Linked DNA regions of Arachis hypogaea: region 1 is linked to region 2. The links are chromatin contacts, called in public Hi-C maps. All regions are on one chromosome and are shown on one strand. Each heading gives the region's core, a stretch centred on a gene start, on an enhancer-like site or on the middle of the called end of the contact. The rest is flanking DNA. Distances are from core to core; before and after follow the strand shown. Region 1 holds the start of LOC112777604 (linoleate 13S-lipoxygenase 3-1, chloroplastic). Region 2 holds the start of LOC112779594 (subtilisin-like protease SBT1.4).

Region 1 (5,333 bases), core at 1,707-4,206, 430 kb after region 2:
TAAATAAATTACATTTAATCACATTACTTTCATTCTAAATAAAATAATTTTTTTAATAATTTTACACTTAAAGTAATGTAATTTTTTTATAAATAAATAAATTTTACACTTTCATTCTAAATAAATAATGTAATGTGATTAGAATGAAAGTGTAAAATTATTAAAAAAAAATATATAAGTAATGTGTTTAAGTAACGAAAGTAAAATTATATTATTTAGAATAAAAGTGTACAAGTTATTTATTCTTTCTATAACCTTCAAGGACTAACATTGTTGGTGTCATAACAAGGGTGAAGGAACTATTCAAATGACACAACAATTTGTTTTTTGGATTTAATACTTTTTTGCCTAAGGAAATGAGATAAAAATAATAATTGATGAAAAAGAAGTTCCTATGAAAAAAATAGGTGAATTTGAAGAAGAAATTAGTTTTGTGAACAAGATAAAGGTGAATATGGTTTAAGTTTATGACTTATTTTATTTATTTATTTTTGGTTGGGGTGAGGTTTTTTCACAAAAATGATTCCAAAATGATGAGCGTGTTCACTTTCGAAGTGACATCGTTTTGTGGGTGGATGTTTTTCAATTTTTAGCCTTCTTTCACTTTGATAGCTTAACAAACATATACACAACGTTACATCCACATTAGTTATTTCTCACGGCAAGAATTCCAGCAGATAATTGCATTCTTTAAGTCGGATAGCGTCGATTTTTGACCACCGCAAAATTATTATCGGCGGTTCTCAAACCGCTTTAAGATATCCGTCACTATTTACCAAAAATATTGTAGCGTCCGTTTTATTTTAAAAGGGCAAATAGATAGAAGAAGTTATTTGTCTTTTGTCTGTGAAAATAATATTTTTTTATTTAAATTTTGTGAAAAATTTTATTTAAAAATTTTAAATTAGTGATATATCTCCACCTCCAAATTGTTAATGTTAGCCTTTTAGTTAGTATTGATATCAAGCATACATAAATTTTTCTCTTTTATTTTGAGATAATACTCAATTTAGTCTCTGAATTTGCATGCGAGCCTCAATTTAGTTTCTAAAATTTCAATTACCTTTATTTAGTCATCAAATTTTACGAACATGACTCATGTTAGTCTTGAAACAATTTTTAACGTACAAATGTTTGTAAGATATGCCATTTTAATTTTGACACTCAAATAATCTAAAAACAATATCGCAAGTGGTGTTTATTAAAACTTTACCTAACAAAACAAGTGATACGATGCTGTTTCTAGACTATTTAAATACCAAAACTAAAATTGCATCATTTTACTAATTTTAACGTGATATTTGACCGTCCATATAAAAACTTAATATAAGATACATTTATAAAATTTAAAAACTAGATAAAAACAATTAAAATCTCAAAAACTAAATCAAAACTACGTACAAATTTAAAAACCAAATTGAGTACCCATTTTATTTTTCACGTTTCTAATAGTTTTAATATTTTATCTGCATCTCTAATCTAAAATTTTTTATTTTTAATTTTGGCATTCAACAAATCGCAAAGACTTGATGCGATTTATGATTTACAAAATGAGCACCGACTCAGCAATTTAAGTACATAAATAGATAAAGAGATTCTAATACTCTTTCTAATTTCTAGTGTTTGATGAGATTTATATATTTTCTAAAATAGATAAATCAATACTCTTTCTAATTTTTTAGTTTTTGTTGTCATTTACTGATTTACCTATATAAAAAAAATTATAAAATTATTTTTTCAGTTTAATTGCGTAAAAACCCTCCTACTTAAAAGGTAAATGAAATACAAAATGAGTACGGAAAGGGATGAAATTTTTTCGATTTTTTCTAATTGAAGATGTAAAGTGTAATTTTAATTTTTTAATATTTTTTAATTTGTTATATGTTTGTTAAAATTAGTTATTAAAATTAGTTATTAATATAAAATATATATTAAAATATAAATATATTAAAAATAAATTAAACTATATATATATTTATACACAAATATATTAATGACTTATTTTAGTAGTTAATTTTGATGTATGAATAATATTTTTTCTTTTATATTTTTTTTGTTTTACCTATAAAATGTATAGTAAAAAATCATACTTTATCTTCTCAAGTAGAAAAAAAATAATGGACTTAAATATTCAACTTTTTTTTAATTAAAAGTGTAAAGCGTGATTTTTAATATTTTAATATATTTTAATATTTTTTTGTCTCATCTATGAAATGTATAATGAAAGATCACATTTTACCTCTTCAAATAAAAATAAATTAAGAAGATCTAATCTAGCCACTTTAATTTTGGATAAGTGTTTATGGTTTAATTTTTTCATGAATTGAATTCAAACTATACTAAATTAAACCAAATTATTTTTCACATAACAAATTAAATTTAAACTAATTTATAATGTAGTTCATCAATTTAATTGAGTTCACAAAAATAAAATCAATTTTAATTTTAAAAACAAATTTAAATTAATTTATATGCTAAAATTAATTTTTATTTAATTATTATTCTTTGAAATACTAAAATTTCTCGTTACCTCTTCTATTTTTTTTTTTTTCTAAAAGAGAATTATCCAGAAACATGGAAATTGGAAGGTTTTTTTTCCCAACAAATTGGTTTTCGATAACTTTATGAGCAGCGGCACTCAAATGAACTATTTGTAATTTTTATTTTTTAGGAAAATAATACATGCAAAATAACGCATTTAGGAAAATAACGTATGTTTTTAAAGGAGAAATATTATTTGTATACTAAAATTAGTTATTAAAATCAGTTAACAATGTATTTATGTATATATATATGTGGTTTAATTTATTTTCAATGTGTATTTATATTTTAATATGTATTTTATATTAATAGCTCATTTTAGTGACTGATTTGGGTGTACACGTAACATAACTCCTAGTAAAATTAATCTAATATCAACTAAAAAATATAAATTCTTACTAGACATTGAAATACTAAATTTATAATATCCACAATATATTTCATTAGGACACGAGTAAACTAAGAAGAAACGTGTACACAAAGTGTTTACAAAGTTGCAAGTCCACTTTAGGGTTAGGTTCTTGAACACCGCGTTTTTAACTTGGAAACCTGCACATGTTTTTGACTCGCAATTCATTCAATTTTGAAGTCAAGAGTACCAATATTGATGACGATTAGAGTAGTAAAAAGGATCCCATTAGTGTTCCACGGAAACAAATGACAAATCAGAGCCAATAAAACAGACCACATAGCTGTAGGTTTACAAATACAAATCACAAATTTTTCTAATTTTTCTGGCAATTATTTAAAAACGTGTGAGATGGACGGTGTAGTGAGATTCATGTTTTTGCCACTTTTGTTTTTTTTCTTGTTATTTGATATTTTGTTTAATTTAAATTTCCTTCGCTCTTCCCTATATAAAAGAAATAAGAGCCAGCTCATTCCATTCCAACCAACAGGCCACTAACATCTTCCACAGTGATCCCACTTTTCCATAGCAGAGAGAGAAGAGAAACAGTGAACAGTGAAATTAAAAGAGAAAGAGAGAGAATCAACAACATCAACTGAAGCCATGGCCTTTGCGAATGAAATCATGGCTTCTTCATCAAGAGTCCTTCTACGTAACAGTTTAAAACAGAATCAATCGCCATTCTTGGTAAGCCCTGTGTTGGTGAGGTTGAGGAAAGCTGTAAAGTTTCCTGTGGCAGCTTTAAGTGAAGATTTGCTGAGGGACCCTTCCTCTTCCTCCTCTTCCTCCTCTTCTTCTTCTTCATCTTCCACTTCGTCTTCTTCTACTACGTCTGTGCCTGTTCCTGTTTCTGTGGTACCCTCTGAGAAACCGGTGAAATTCAGAGTTAGAGCTGTGGTGACTGTGAGAAACAAGATCAAAGAAGGTTTTAAAGAGACTCTTGTGAAGCATTTTGATGCTCTTACTGACAATATTGGACAGAATATTGTTCTGGAACTTATTAGCACTGAGATTGATCCAAGTAAGACCTTGTTAATTATAACTTTTAAGAATCTGTATTTCCTCTTTTATTTTTTTTCTCAAAAATAGAAAGTCAACTCTTTCTTATCTTTTGAGAAATATTCCCTAGTTCCCGGAATGTTTTTGCATTCTTGAAAATATTTTGCAAACTACACGAGTCTGTTATTGATTTTGGTGTGTTGCAGAAACGAAGGCGGCGAAGAAAAGCAACGAAGCAGTGCTGAAAGATTGGTCGAAGAAGATCAATGTTAAAGCAGAGAGAGTTAATTACACAGCGGAGTACATGGTTGACTCTAATTTCGGAGAGCCAGGAGCAATAACTGTGTCGAATAAACATCAACAAGAGTTCTTCTTGGAATGCATAACAATTGAAGGGTTTGCCACTGGACCTGTTCATTTCCCTTGCAATTCATGGGTACAAGCACGAAAAGATCATCCTGGAAAAAGGATATTCTTTTCCAACAAGGTAATCTCTCGTCAACTTTCCAAAATTTATGACAACAATAGTATGCCTTAATTACTATGCAGCCAAGAAATTTTTAATTAAGGAGTTCCATATGCTTCCCATTAAGGTTCAAATTATTAGCATTTTTAATATACTTTTTAATATATTTAGAATAAAATAGCGACTAAAAAATTTATATATGGAATGGGATGAGAAATATATCTTAATATTGTAATCTGTTGTGTTTTTGAAAATTATGGGAGATACACAAATTGAGCTATCCGACTTATGTTTAAAAAATTAAAAAAATTTAGAGTACACAAGTTGGAGGCTTTCGATTTGTGTTTAAAATATTAAAAAAATTTGGAATACACAAATCGGATGTACTCCAAATTTTTTTAATTTTTTAAACACAAATCGAAGGGTCCTGTACCCAAAAATCCGACGGTCCGATTTTTGTTCCTAACACTACAGCTGCGTAAAACACTCATACACTCTATAATTACGTCCTACACTACTTTTCTTTTATATATAAATTAAAAAGTGAAAAATAGTAAAGAATGAACATTTTTATCTGATATTATTCTATTTTGATTTACAATTTTCTATGAAATAATGAATTTTTGAATATTAGTTATATAAGCAAGTAGTTTAGTTGAATAGTTAATATACTTTTATTATTTTTATTATTTTAATTTTTGTTTCCTGTAGCAGTCCTGTCTAGAAAGAATATTGAATAGTAAACGGCAAAGAAAGAATACTGAACAGATAGCCAATTAGGCCATGACCTTTTTTATCATCTCTTCATTTGGTGTATGAATATTTATTATTGGATTTAGATTATACACTCAAAAAAGTTTTATAAAATTAAAATTATTATGTAGTTATTAAAATAAAAATTTTAAATTTTATTAAGAG
Region 2 (4,662 bases), core at 1,240-3,739:
TGTACTTAACCTCGCCATGATCCGCACCAAACTCAACCGCGAAAGACGGGTAATTCAGATCACCGGGACTAGTTAACTTACCAGTCCTAGCTACTTTAGTTTCACAAATGTCTGAACTAGGAGCCTCCCTAACAAAAACAGCAATATCCCTATTGTCATACCCAATTGAGCATAGGAATGCAACGTAGTCATCAATGTCCAAATCATAAACCAAACCAGGATTGAGTGCCCTGTTTGGATCAACATGTCCAGCACCATGAATGAAAGGGTTGGACTCTCCACCAGTTCCAAGATCCTTAATTTTACCCCCCGAGTTATCGACATTATAAGCGGTTGTCATCAAAGCAGATTTTATAGCAGCAGGTGTAAAAGATGGATATGCCTTCCTAAGCAATGCAGCAATGCCACTAGCATGGGGGCAAGACATAGAAGTACCCGAAATAATGTTGAATTCGACTCGTCTAGGATCAATTTCTAAATCAGTAGGTCCTATCTTCCCAGTCCACCCTGCCAAAATGTTAACACCAGGGGCTATAACATCCGGCTTAAGAATCTCCGGCGTGAGATGGTTCGGTCCGCGGCTAGAAAATGAAGCAACTTGTGGAGCAGAAGGTGAAGAACCAATCACAGTGCCTCTGAACTCTATTGTTGCAGTTGGAGATTGGCTTGTTTTTATGTATTGCTTGATCTTGTCTCCGGCGGTTTGACCCACCATGGTTGCCGGAAGAAGATGTGCATCCGCGAGAAGCTCCTCACCATTCTCTTCAGTGTTGGCTAATATCATTCCCAACCCACCAGCAAGCTTCACCGCACTACCTTTCTCAACTCTAGCATTCACTCCCCTGTCACAAACAACTATTTTTCCTTGAACCTTGGAAGGTTCTAGAGACCCAATGTAGCACAGCCTGTTTCCACAATCCGAGGCATAAACCAAAGGAAGCTTAAAATCAGGCAACTCTTGGCCGTAGTACAAAGAAACCCCTCCAAAAACACTCCCATCTCCAAGAACCACGTCAGCAGGAAACTCCCTGTCAACCGTAGAAGCGCCAACGGTCAAAATCCAGGGAGCAATGTTCACGGCAGTGAACGGACCGGGACCGGAATTGCCGGCAGAACAAGAAACAAGAACGCCGTGCTGCGCTGCACCGAAAGCACCAACGGCGATGGAATCATGAGAGTACGGTGGCGCATAACCGTTTGCACCAACAGAGAGGGAAATTACATGGACTCCATCAGCAACAGCTTGATCCATGGCAGCAAGAATATCAGAATCAAAACACCCCATTGACCAGCAGATCTTGTATGCTGCAATTCTAGCCTTTGTAGCCATACCTCTGGCTTCGCCCTGTGCATAGTGGAACAAGCTCGCATTAGAAACGACGGAACCAGCGGCGGTTGAAGCAGTGTGCGTTCCATGGCCTTCAGTGTCCCTAGTAACAGAGCAAGGATATATTATATAACATAAGAATAGATTTGTCGTAATTAAAATTCAAATAGTAACTATGTTACGTTATTGTTAGCTTTTGATTTAATTTTTATCACCTAGCAGACTTGGATTCTGTGGATTCATCGATGGGCTTCTCGCGGAAAGCCTCGTAGCCTTTGTAGAAGGCTCTGGCGCCTATGATCTTCTTGTTGCATGAGGAAGCGGGAAAGTCGGAACCAGTTTCGCACACGCCTTTCCAGGAGGAAGGGACGGCGGAGAGGCCGTCGTCGGAGAAGCTTCGGAGCTCCGGCCAGATCCCCGTGTCGAGGACTCCGATGATGACGTCGTCAGCGTAGTCGGAATCTGGCCATATCCCGAAGGATTCGGCGAGGCCAAGGAAGCGAGGGGTGTGGGTGGTGTGGGGGTGGCGGATTTGGTCCGGCACGACGGAGAGGATGGCTGGGTTGCGCTGGAGGGCGGCGGCCTGCGCGGCGGTTAGGCGAACGGAGAAGCCATGGAGGGCGTAGTTGTAGGTGTATAGGAGGGTTGTGTGGTCAACGGAAGAAGGGAGGGAACGGAGGATAGAGTGGTACCAGTGGTGGGGAGAGGCGAAGTGGGATGGCTTCTGTGATTTTGACACGTGGATGATGTAGGTGTGTGGAGCGTCGGATGATGATGCGTCAGAAGTGGAGGATGAAAAAGAAGCTAGGAGACAGAAGAGGAAGAGAAGAGAAGAGAAACAAGAGGAGAAAGAACGAGTAAAAGCCATTATTGTGTTTTCTTGTACCCGGAGAAATGGGAGGAACTGAAGTGAGCAATATTAGGTGGCGTCGATTGGGCGTTGGGTTTAGTAGCTTAGCCAGTGAGGGGTAGGCAGCTGTTGGTGTGATGAAGAAAGATGAAGAATGTATCTGACCTACAAATGGGGGAAGGTGTATGGTAGTTTAGAGATATTTGCAGCATGTGATTAGGAGGATATGTTATTAAATGGTAGTGTGGGGCCCATGTGTGGAGACGGGGATGCTATGGGTTTAAACCAAGTTCTGAAATCAGACTCATGATTCAACCATTCTAATTATCGATTTACTGATTTATTAGCCTAATTAGTTTAACTGTAATTTAATTAAAATAATTATTTTATAAAATAAAATATAAATAAATTCGTTAAATTTTATAGTTTAATTTAAACCTTAAAATGTCATTTATATTTAAATTTATAATTCATAAAATATATTAATAACTTTTGTTCATATTAATTATTAATAATTTATCATTTATTATATCATATTTAGGGTTGGATGCATTCCATATATAATACATATTTTATAAAAATTAAGTATATATTGAAAAAAGTAAGAGTTAAACTTACAATTTTTTTTATGTAATGACTTGCAATGAGTGAGTAATTACTAAATTAGTTAGTTAATTTAGTAATTTAGAGTATTAATTTTTTATTTTTTATTTTATTAATATGTATAAAATTTAGAATGACTGAATTTTATATTTTCTTGGAAAAATTTAATATTTTTACAGGTAAGGTAGAATTTAGAACTATAGAGTACGGGTAGGATTAGGGTTGACAGATTCTCAACCCCTCGGATAAAGTAAGGTAGAATTTTAATGAAATTTTTAACCCATGGGTAGCATTAAGGTAGGGTCCAAACCCTATCCTACCTTACCCATTGCCAACCCCAATCACATTATTAAACTCATCAACACCGTAACAATTTATGAATAAATTTTATAAGGTTGTCAACACAAAAGTTAATGAAGATAAACTGATCATAATAAACAGTAAAAGCTCATGCTTCATTGTACAAATTTCATTAAAGCTCATGGAATATCTTCATTGTGCAAATCTCATGAAAAATTAACAAATTTTGCCAACTAACTATACACCATAGTAGTTTTTGCAAAGTTTTCCAATAGCACATTACAAAAAGCACAGTAGTGAAGAAAACAGAGTACTAACAGTGACTAGAAAAAGATGAACATAGCAGCTGTGAGCAGAGCTAATCAATAATTATTTAAAGTGGCTTCTGAACAACAAAAAAAACAAAGAACGAGCACTAGCAGTGAACAGAGAAGAACGAGCATAGCAACAATGAGCAAAGTTAATAAATAATCATTTAAAGTGGTTTTTGAAAAAAAATGAAGAACGAGCACTAGCAGTGAACACAAAAGAACGAGCATAGAGACGACAATGAACAGAGCTAATCAATAATCATTCAAACTAGTTTCTGAACAAAAAATTAAAAAGAACAAACAACGACCACAGCAACAATGAGCAAAGTTAATCAATAATCAATAATCATTCAAAGTGGTTTCTGAACAAAACAAATGAAGAACCAGGCAATCAGGAGATCTGAGCAAAGTATGAGGGAAAGCGGTTGAGCACGACGGAAGATGGCAACCAGGCGACGAGTACGATGACGGAGGCGGGCGAAGGACGACTGAGTAGGATAAAGGGTTGGAGCACGCTAAGCTCGAGGAAGAAGCTGCAATTGGTAAATGAGGAGAAGGGTTGGAGCACGATGACCGGATGACAACGAAAGATCCTGAGCACGACGGATGGTGGCAGTGAGAGTAACTGCTGTGGCGGTGGTGGAGGCTAGACGGCTAAGGTTTCTTTTGAGTTTTGAGGGAATTTTGTGCAAAGGAGAAATGGAGAAGGGTGTTGGGCGTGTTCCTCAGCCCCTGTTTTGGCTCTTCGTTTCCTAGCAAACCCAAAACTATGTTGTTTCACAAAAAATAGCCAGGTTTCGGTTCAATCTGACCGGTCGGTTCTTGACCGATTCAACGGTTTTGAAACGGTTTTTAAAATAGTTAGTTAAGAATTACATATACATATCACTAATATTTATATATTTGGGTAGCTAGTTAAGAATAAATCAATGCTAATTATTTATGCGAATAATAATCGACTCAAAGGAAGCTTATTGTTTGGCCAAATAATAAACATTGAACCTTATATTTATTTTCTATTTAGTTGTGCAACAATTAATTAGCCCAAAGGAAGGTTAGTGTTTGGCCAATTAATAAAAAATATATGTGGTAAGAAATAGACATAATTCTCAAGTTTTTATGTGAACAATGAGTTGATCCAAAGATAGGTTTATTGTTTGACAGAATTTTGTAGAGAATATTTGGTAAGTCGCACTAAATAAATTTATGTTGCTTAGTTTATGTGAGTACAGATTGTCCCAAAAGAAGTTCTGTATTGGCTAAATTACATG

What was found. Hi-C and Micro-C count contacts between places; a contact is called where the count stands out from the background.
Region 1: a Hi-C map of an unstated tissue shows a contact between it and region 2, with 4 times the contacts expected there. The contact joins the promoter of LOC112777604 here to the promoter of LOC112779594 in region 2. A contact is called at or near these places in 3 of 8 Hi-C or Micro-C datasets (leaf and an unstated tissue).

The regions. Positions count from the first base shown.
Region 1 is chr19:20,545,647-20,550,979 of arahy.Tifrunner.gnm2.J5K5, forward strand. LOC112777604 (linoleate 13S-lipoxygenase 3-1, chloroplastic) reads left to right here and starts at 2,957. Exons shown (of 8, transcript XM_025821987.3): 1 at 2,957-3,971; 2 at 4,156-4,436. The coding sequence starts at 3,554.
Region 2 is chr19:20,114,363-20,119,024 of arahy.Tifrunner.gnm2.J5K5, forward strand. It overlaps LOC112779594 (subtilisin-like protease SBT1.4), which reads right to left and starts at 2,490. Exons shown (of 2, transcript XM_025823910.3): 1 at 1,543-2,490; 2 at 1-1,430. The coding sequence starts at 2,195.